2 separate regions of the Zea mays genome follow, and region 1 is linked to region 2. A link is a contact called in public Hi-C data. All regions are on one chromosome and are shown on one strand. The core of a region is the stretch at or near the end of the contact, and the rest is flanking DNA. Distances in the headings are between cores, read along the strand shown.

The links. A called contact is a pair of places that touch in the nucleus more often than the background predicts.
Region 1: a contact with region 2 is called in a Hi-C map of leaf, with 4 times the contacts expected there. The contact joins the promoter of LOC100276297 here to the promoter of LOC103627026 in region 2. A contact is called at or near these places in 2 of 25 Hi-C or Micro-C datasets (both in leaf).

What each region holds. Positions count from the first base shown.
Region 1 is chr5:150,452,514-150,457,738 of Zm-B73-REFERENCE-NAM-5.0, reverse strand. LOC100276297 reads left to right here and starts at 2,750. Exons shown (of 7, transcript NM_001150121.2): 1 at 2,750-2,950; 2 at 3,074-3,169; 3 at 3,741-3,923; 4 at 4,707-4,877; 5 at 4,960-5,169. The coding sequence starts at 2,857.
Region 2 is chr5:150,274,208-150,278,991 of Zm-B73-REFERENCE-NAM-5.0, reverse strand. LOC103627026 (receptor-like protein 7) reads left to right here and starts at 1,888. Exons shown (of 2, transcript XM_008647376.3): 1 at 1,888-3,541; 2 at 4,042-4,784. The coding sequence starts at 1,924.

The DNA.
Region 1 (5,225 bases), core at 1,501-4,000, 180 kb before region 2:
CGATTAAGTCAGGGATCAGTCCACACGAGTGACTCGATCACGCTTCACCCAAGCCTAGCCTCGGCCAAGGGCAGCCGACCTCGAGAGACTTCCGTCTCGCCCGAGGCCCCCTTTTTATGGCGGACACATCACCGGCTCGCCCGAGGCCTTGGCTTCGCTCAGAAGCAACCCTGACCAAATCGCCACACCGACTGACCAAATTGCAGGGGCATTTAACGCAAAGGTGGCCTGACACCTTCATCCTGACACGCGCCCCCGGCAGAGCCGAAGTGACCGCCGTCACTCCACCGCTCCACTGGCCAGTCTGACAGAAGGACAGCGCCGCCTGCGCCACTCCGACCGCAGTGCCACTCGACAGAGTGAGTCTGACAGGCAGTCAGGCCTTGCCAAAGGCGCCACGGCGAACTCCGCTCCGCCCGACCCCAGGGCTCGGACTCGGGCTAAGACCCAGAAGACGGCGAACTCCGCTCCGCCCGACCCCAGGGCTCGGACTCGGGCTAAGACCCAGAAGACGGCGAACTCCGCTCCGCCCGACCCTAGGGCTCGGACTCGGGCTAAGACCCGGAAGACGGCGAACTCCGCTCCGCCCGACCCCAGGGCTCGGACTCGGGCTAAGACCCGAAAGACGGTGAACTCCGCTCCGCCCGACCCCAGGGCTCGGACTCGGGCTAAGACCCGGAAGACGACGAAACTCCGCTTCGTCCGACCCCAGGGCTCGGACTCGGGCTAAGACCCGGAAGACGACGAAACTCCGCCTCGCCCGACCCCAGGGCTCGGACTCCGCCCTGGCCTCGGCCGAACGACTTCCGCCTCGCCCGACCCCATGGCTCGGGCTCGGCCACGGCAACGGAAGGCAGACTCAGCCTCGGCTTCGGAGGAACCCCCACGTCGCCCTGCCTAGGGCACAGACCGCCACGTCAACAGGAAGCGCTATCATCATCCTACCCCGAATCGACTCGGGTCACGGAGAACAAGACCGGCGTCCCATCCGGCCAGCTCCGCCGGAGGGGCAATGATGGCGCTCCACAAGCTCTATGACGACGGCGGCCCCCAGCTCTCTTACGGAAGCAGGACGACGTCAGTAGGGACTCGACCGCTCCAACAGCTGTCCCTCCACCAGGCTCCGCCGCACCTCCGACAGCCACGACATCGCGCCAGCAGGGTGCCCAGATCTCTCCGGCTGCCACATTGGCATGTACCTAGGGCGCTAGCTCTCCCTCCGCTAGACACGTAGCACTCTGCTACACCCCCCATTGTACACCTGGATCCTCTCCTTACGACTATAAAAGGGAGGACCAGGGCCTTCTTAGAGAAGGTTGGCCGCGCGGGACCGAGGACGGGACAGGCGCTCTCTTGGGGCCGCTCGCTTCCCTCACCCGCGTGGACGCTTGTAACCCCCCTACTGCAAGCGCACCCGACCTGGGCGCGGGACGAACACGAAGGCCGCGGGACTTCCACCTCTCTCACGCTCGACTCCGGCCACCTCGCCTCTCCCCCCTTCGCGCTCGCCCACGCGCTCGACCCATCTGGGCTGGGGCACGCAGCACACTCACTCGTCGGCTTAGGGACCCCCCCTGTCTCGAAACGCCGACAGTTAGATTATGATCTAATCATGTATCACATTTAACACTTAAACCCTTTCACCACCAAGTCATGTAGATTTATAGAAAACCCTCTAACAAACCACAATCATGTCTACAATTAGATCATGATCTAACAGACCAAGAGACTCGCTTGCACGTTTTCACATAAGGTCTGATTGCATATTAGTTGTTGTCGATATCTAGAGACAGAGGGAAGTATCTAGAGACGAAGGGAGCAGAGGAACGAGATGAGTCGTCCAATAAGGACCGGACAGTCTGAATTTTTTTGAGCGACGTGGATAGCCTGGTCACGAGCGTTTTGGACCTGCTTTAATATATATATGAAATCTAATTATAATAATTTAACTAACTCAAATAAACACTAATGACAAAGTATGGCCGTTGCCATAAATGTGGCTCGAGTTCCACATGCCAGAGGGAACATAGGTTAAAGTCGGAGTGGATCTGAATATTTATTCGGATGTTAAATTTTTTATTTTTTTTAACAATAGGATATAGAATATGCTATCTAAACTTCAATAGTTCTTAAAAAATAGCTTGCTAAAATCATATTTAGCAAGTTGCTAAATAGCTACTGGGAGTAAAAATAGTTTGATCTTTAATAGTTACTCATATTTAGGGAGTAGTTTGATTTTGAATCTAGCTTTGGTTGGCCTGCCCCCATCGGACCTTGCTGCTGGCAAGGTCGAGAGTAGAGGATGACGAGGGCAGAGAAGAAAAGGTCAGTCGACACGACGTGTGAAAGAGCGGTGCTCTGGTGGTGCAATCTATGGGACAGTAGTGGTATGACGATAAAGGAAAAAAATTGTGTCACACGTATTTGACCTAGGTGTCTCGTGGGAAAGTGAAAAATAGAGCATGTCATATCTGACACCTCACTATATTGGAAAGAGAAAAAATAAGCACACGACTGTGAACTACTGAATTGCTAAACGTGAAGAGTAAATGATGTTGTACATTAAGTCTATTTAGAGAATTATTGGAGAAGTATTTTTATTACTTTTTAAATTTAAGATTTAGAGACCTCTTTAGAAAACTATTAGAAAAAAATGTATTTGAAGTCGGCCGCTGAATCGGCGCTGCGGGTCTGACGTCTGCGGCGTACACGACACAAGACTTGTCAGTCGCACTCGCTGCACGATTCTGCGGAGCACAAGAGAATCGAGAACGTCACCAAGGCCGTCTGAAAGCGAAAAGGCCCTTTGCCTCTCGCTCTACCCCAAACCACAGCAGTCAGCAGCAGACCCTCGCCATGGGACTGAGATCCCCGCTCGTGCTCCTGCTGCTCCTCCTCTTCCTCGCCGCTACTTTCCGTCCCAGCGCGGCCGCTTTGGCCCCTCCAACAGGTTCGCTCGCTCGTCGCCGCCGCCCCTATCTTCCCCTGTTAAAATGCGGCCCGATAGGGGCGATTCGATCCCAAACCTCTGGACTGCCCGTACTAATACGTACTTCTGCCTTCTGTGCCGCAGGCAGCATCGTGAAGCAGCTGTCGTCGGTCGTCAGGTGGCCGCGGGCCGCCCCCTCGACGCACGGGCCCAAACAGCCCGGCCACCCCCAGTACGCCGGTGAGTCGCCGTCGCTCCCTAATACGTCTGCGGAATATCTCGCGCGACAAGAGGGGACCTGATTTTGTTGCTCAAAGCGATTGCTCCTGTAGGACGCACACGACTCCCGCTTCTCTTATAATTACAGATGATTGATGAACCCTATTCCACTCCACTAGCCACTAGTGTTCCCCGAGAAGAAAAAGATGAGTGAGGAATAATAGAAAGCACAACAAACGGGAAGATAATGGGAGTGGGGGTTAAACCATCTTCTCAATGGGGACGAGTTCAAACATCTTTACAATTTCTCACTGATAATTATTTCAGTATCGTTCTCCTTCACTTCAGCTGGCCCTGCATTGGTGAGATAACTTGCTAAACCACCAAAAAAATCATTGGCCAAACTAATCATTTGGAAGTTGGTCGTCCTGCTCTTAGAATTCTCTTAGCAGAGTTCAGAATTTCAGATCCAGCAGAGGCTCAGCTGATTTGTATTTTTGGCTCATTGTGGCCTAAGTGATCATACTTTACTGCAGCTGCTCATATCTGTGCTTTTGTTCTGTATCTTGCTCACGTTCGACTATTTTGGCAGATGGCCACGTGGGGGTAGCCCTGCAATTTGAGAGCGGCTACTTTGTAGAGACACTTGTTGAGGGTGACAAGCTTGGTGTCACGCCGCACACCGTTAGAGTATCTCCTGTTGAGGGCGGGGAGCTCCTTGCGGTCGACTCGGCACATAGCAACATTGTGCGGATAACCCCGCCACTTTCTGAGTGTATGTTCTCTTCCTGCCACCTCTGTCCCGTGGCTGCTTGCTTCTTTTTTTTTTTGGCATAACTCACAGTTACCATGATTATGATTTAGGAAGACTTGAAGAACAGACTGGCATTTTGAGCCAGCTTTGTTTGACATACTAGTGGTAATATCCATGCATGCAAATATTTCGTGATTGTGTTCTTCTCAAATACTAGGGTTACATTGTTCCTAGTGGTTGAATAACTGACCTTTCCAAGTGTAGTATCACTCTGTCCGTAACACTCCCTGTGCCTTCATTGTCCCTTAACTTGGTCATGGGTACAGCGATGGGATTGTTATCAGTTCATATAGTAATAGGTGAGAATGGCAGGACTAATTAAGAGGTGAGAGCTGTCTCGTGGATTCGAAGCAGCCTCTCCGCATTTGTGGGGGAAGGCTTGCCTCGGTTTATCCCTTCCCTAGACCTCTGGCACTGGTCTACCTTTTTTTTATATAGTAATAGGTGGAGTTCTGGTCTCAGTTGATTTATACTATGCATATTTAGGGAAGGGTCATGGACAGAAAAAGAAAACTGAACTGAAACATGCATCAATGCTTAAAGAAGTATGATATAAATGCTGTAAAGATCAATGTTATCAAATCGTCTGATCAATCCTAGTCGCCATGGACCTATGAGCCTAACTAATCATAGTGCATAGCTGATCGCCATGGCACTGATCAGCCTGACTAATCATGATTAGCTGGACGACTTGATAACTAAACATAAGTCCAGCAGTGTGGATTGATAATAGGTCCTCTGCAGATAGCAGGGGAAGACTTGTTGCTGGTTCTTTCCAGGGCCATTCTGGTCATATAGATGGTAAACCAAGTGATGCCCGATTCAAGCGCCCCACAGGCGTTGCCGTGGATGATATGGGCAATGTTTATGTTGCTGATACAGCAAACTTGGCGATTCGAAAGATTGGAGAATCAGGTGATCAATAGTTAAATAGCTATACATTTCATGCAATAGTTGCGTTAGGTGTTAACAGTTGGTGAATGAAATTTCTGTTCAGGAGTGACCACCATAGCGGGTGGTAAATCGAATATCCCAGGATACAGGGATGGCCCCAGTGAAGATGCAAAGTTCTCTACAGATTTTGATGTGGTGTATGTGAAGAAAATGTGTTCTCTTCTGGTTATTGACCGTGGAAATGCAGCCCTTAGGAAGATTTCTCTTCCACAAGAAGACTGTACTTACCAGGATTCTGCACTCCTATCTTCAGGTCCATTCACTTTCACTTGTTTCTATTTGCTGTACAGTACATATAAATGTTTCTGG
Region 2 (4,784 bases), core at 639-3,138:
AACAAGTGCAGCAAACACAATTGTGGCTCGGTAGTCGGGGTACACGATAAGTCCACGCAACTTGCGCAACAGACGCAATTGTGACTCAGTGGTCGTGACACACGAGCAGTGCCTGCAGGGCCTGCGAAAAATGTGTGACTCGACATGACGATCTGACTCAACGTAAGCGATCCTGTTAAGCGAGAGTGCGACGTAGCAATCACATGACGCAACCAAGTTTGTACGACATAAATATTGTATCGTGTTGCTAGAGGGCAACCAATACTCAGTCAATATCATAACCCAGCCGATTAATTATGTAGCTTAATCGGCGCGTCTGAGTACTCACTATCAACGTGATTGGTTGCTGCGTTCGCTTGGGCCAGGCTCCCACCAGCCTGTTCCACCAAGGAAGCTCCCTCCTCGCATCTCCGCGCGTGCAGACTGAGGGGTAGAAAAATGTCGCGCTTGCACCAGTGCGTACAGGCTACACACATGCGATGCAGGCTACCAATCATCTACACATACACAGTCAACGCACCAGACGAGTATGGGCGCGATCGCTCGACTAACCAATTACGTACTCGCTCGACGTGAGTCAAAAGACTTAGGGGTTGTTTGGTTTGCGGCCTAAAGCGCCATACCGTGCTTAACTTTCCTGCCTAAGCTTAGTTCTTCAATTCAAGCGCCTAAGGTTAGGCAGATTGTGACGCCTTAGGTAGAAAACCAAACAGACTCTTAACGCATCGCAGATCTTTAGAGCGATGTAAATGAGCAGCATAGCCTTGGGATGCATTTTAATTATTTCTGTTAATTATTTACTATAGAAAATAAAGCAGAAAATAATATAGAATTAATGTAGGTGCAAAAGGCATTAATGCGCTGCGTCTAATCCAGCAAATAACCATCCATTATTGGCGCGCTGTACTAGTATACATTGGCACTGTCTGAGGCATATTTTTCAACTGACCACTCAATTTTTTTGATGCAACGGTGAGCAGGGACGTGGGTAGGCAGGAGACCCCACACACTCCACGCATGAAGCCGCCAGGGCCAAGCGCACTCGAGTGGTCCAGACCTGCAGGGTCGTGGGCCCTCCGCCTTTGACCCATGAGGACGGCGAGACCGCGTCCGTTCCGGGCTTCCAGCAATTTCCTTCTCTTCCCATCAGATACTAGTTTGAGTTTGAGAGTCAGAAAATAGGAAAAAATTAGAAAAATTAAAATCTTTTTCTTGTTTATATTTAAATAAAAGAGTATTTCAGTCACTTTAATACTCTCTGTTTTTTTTCTCCCAAACTAGCTCTGAGTGAGGGTGGCCGGTTTGACGAGGGCGGCAAACCGGGATTTATAATTTTACCAGCATCAACAGTGAAGGCTCTGTTTGGGAACAAAATTTTTGAAAACCATATTTTTTAAAATACTACAGTATATTTTAGTCATGACAATACCGCAGTACCACAATTTTGAAAACTGAGGTTCAGAACTAAGTTTAGAATACCTTAAAACAACTATAGTATTTGCAATACTTCAATTTTGAAAACAGAGATTTTAGTCAGCTTGCCAAACACCATTCTGTATATAATACTGCAGTATTTGAGAATACTGCAGTATTCTTTCAAAATTGTGAAAAAACTTCATTCCCAAACACCCATGAAGTCTTTGAGGGCGATGCAGCAACGCAGACATTGGTATCTTTCGGCGGCTTGACATTGAAAACTTCAAAGTCATTAAGGTGGACTACTGGACTGGGTGGCATCGTGAATGGGATGTCTCCATCTCTAGTCCCAAACAGCCCTTAATTATTTCGGCGGCTTGACATTGAAAACTTCAAAGTCATTACGGTGGACTGGGTGGCATCGTCAATGGGATGTGTCCATCTCTAGTACTACTATATAGAACTATCTTCTTTTGCTTTCCTTCTGGAGTGCAAAGACAATGATGCATGGCTCGTGCTAGTTATCTCCTTCCCCTCTTCCTGATACTGATACACCACCTCCGCTCATCACTAGCTTCATCCACTTGGTATGGTAACCTCACAGCTCCTTGGTGCCATCCAGACCATGCTGCAGCACTCCTCCAGCTCAAGCGATCCTTTCTCTTCGACTACTCCACCACCACCCTTGCTTCATGGGAAGCAGGCACGGACTGCTGCCTCTGGGAGGGTGTTGGATGCGACAGTGTCTCCGGCCATGTCACTGTTCTTGACCTCGGTGGCCGTGGCTTGTACAGCTACAGTCTTGACGGCGCGCTCTTCAACCTCACCTCACTCCAGCGACTCGACCTGAGCAAGAATGACTTCGGTGGATCCCCTATTCCGGCGGCTGGCTTTGAGAGGCTTTCGGTACTCACACACCTCAACCTTTCTTACGCAGGTTTCTATGGACACATTCCGGTTGTAATAGGCAAACTCCCGAGTCTCATATCGCTGGATATTTCTTCAATCCATAACATTGATGGTGCTGAAATAGACACATTGTATAATCTTTTTGACAGCTATAACCTTTTGGTCCTACAAGAACCAAGTTTCGAGACACTATTGTCAAACCTCACAAATCTGAGAGAGCTCTACCTTGATGGCGTGGACATAAGTAGTAGTGGCAGAGAAGATTGGGGCAGAACTCTTGGAAAATACGTTCCTCATCTTCAGGTTCTTAGCATGGAGGAATGCAGGCTTGTTGGTCCTATCCATCGACATTTTCTACGTCTCCGCTCTATCGAAGTGATTAATCTAAAAATGAATGGAATTTCCGGCGTGGTTCCAGAATTCTTTGCAGATTTTCTCAATTTAAGAGTTCTTCAACTCAGCTTTAATAACTTGAGAGGCACCTTTCCACCGAAAATCTTTCAACTGAAGAATCTGGCAGTATTGGATGTGTCAAATAACGATCAACTCTCGGGGCTTATTCCAAAATTTCTCCATGGGAGCTCGCTGGAAACTTTGAATCTACAGGATACACATTTCTCTGGTGTCACTCTGAGCTACTTGGGCAATCTCACATCTTTGACAGACCTGGGAATAGATGGAAGATCAATTTCTATGGAACCTCCCTATTTTTTCGTAGACAAGATGGACCATGTTAGTACCTTGCGACTCTCTTCGGTAAATTTTTCAAGGGAGGCTAGGTCAAATTTCTCATGGATTGGTGATCTCCAGAGCTTGAAAACATTGAAAATTTCTGATTGCTACTCTACCAAGACAATGCCCTCCTGGATTGGAAACCTAACCAGTTTGAGAAGCTTGGATATCAGGTATTGTGGTTCCATAGGGCCAATTCCACAGTTAATTGGCAACCTTACGACATTGGAATATTTGACAATCTCTGATTGTGCTTTTACTGGTCAATTACTCTCTTCAGTTGGCAATCTAGAAAACTTAAGATTCCTGCAAATATCCTATAACCATCAAGGTTTATCTGGCCCTATAACACCGACAATTGGACATCTCAACAAGTTGACAGTATTAATACTTCGAGGTTGCAGCTTCTCTGGGAGAATACCAAATACAATCGCCAACATGACTAAACTGATTTTTGTGGACCTTTCACAGAATGACCTCGTCGGTAAGATTCAAAATCCAATTCTCACATTGTACCTTGTGATTTGTGAATTGTTCATCAAATGATACGATACGTTACACGAACCATTAACATACATGAACTCATGGCAAATTCTGTCTTAAATATTTCTGTCGTCGTTATCTCTATATTCACTACTAGGTGTTATTCATCCATGTATGAAAAATATATTTTTTCTAAGATTAAGCTTTATCGCTGACGTGTAGATCGTCCCATCTCTCACATCAACGTAAGCGCTAAGTTTTAAAACCTAACTATATGACACTTGAGGATAACGTCTGGGACTTTGGGTAAATTTTACTCAATAGAGAAGGCAAACATAGATAAAAAGTTGTGTGCAAATTAATTGTTATTGTAGTTTATTTTTATGTTCTTGACATCCCAAAAGATCGTCTCATTTTCTTATTTACTACCTTTTTTCACAGAATATGCACTTTGCTCTCTAAACACGAACTTAACATAGCCTACCCATGATTTCGTTGTAGGGGGCGTACCGACATTTCTATTCACTTTACCATCATTATTACAATTGGATCTTTCATCGAATCAACTCTCTGGACCTATACAAGAGTTCCATACACTATCTTCGTGCATCGAAGTTGTTACTTTAAATGATAATAAAATCAGCGGAAATATTCCTTCAGCACTCTTCCACCTCATAAATTTGGTTATTTTGGATCTTAGCTCAAATAACATAACAGGTTTTGTAGACCTTGATGATTTTTGGAAACTACGGAAGCTCGCTCAAATGAGTTTATCCAACAACAAGCTGTATATCAAGGAGGGAAAAAGAAGTAACTCCACATTCCGGTTATTACCAAAGCTCACTGAATTAGATCTGAAATCATGTGGCTTAACTGAAATTCCTAGTTTCTTGGTACACCTTGATCATATCACTATATTGGACCTTTCTTGCAACAAGATACTTGGGACTATTCCAAATTGGATATGGCACACATGGGACCATAGCCTTAGGAATTTGAATCTTTCAAACAACGCATTCACAAATTTGCAGCTCACTTCATATATTCTCCCTAATAGTCATTTGGAATTTCTTGATTTGAGTTCCAACAGAATCCAGGGTCAAATCCCGATTCCGAACATGTTGACAATGGAAAGCAATTATGAACAAGTCTTGGATTATTCAAATAACAGTTTCACATCTGTTATGTTAAACTTCACTTTGTATCTTAGCCAAACTGTGTATCTCAAGCTATCCGACAATAAC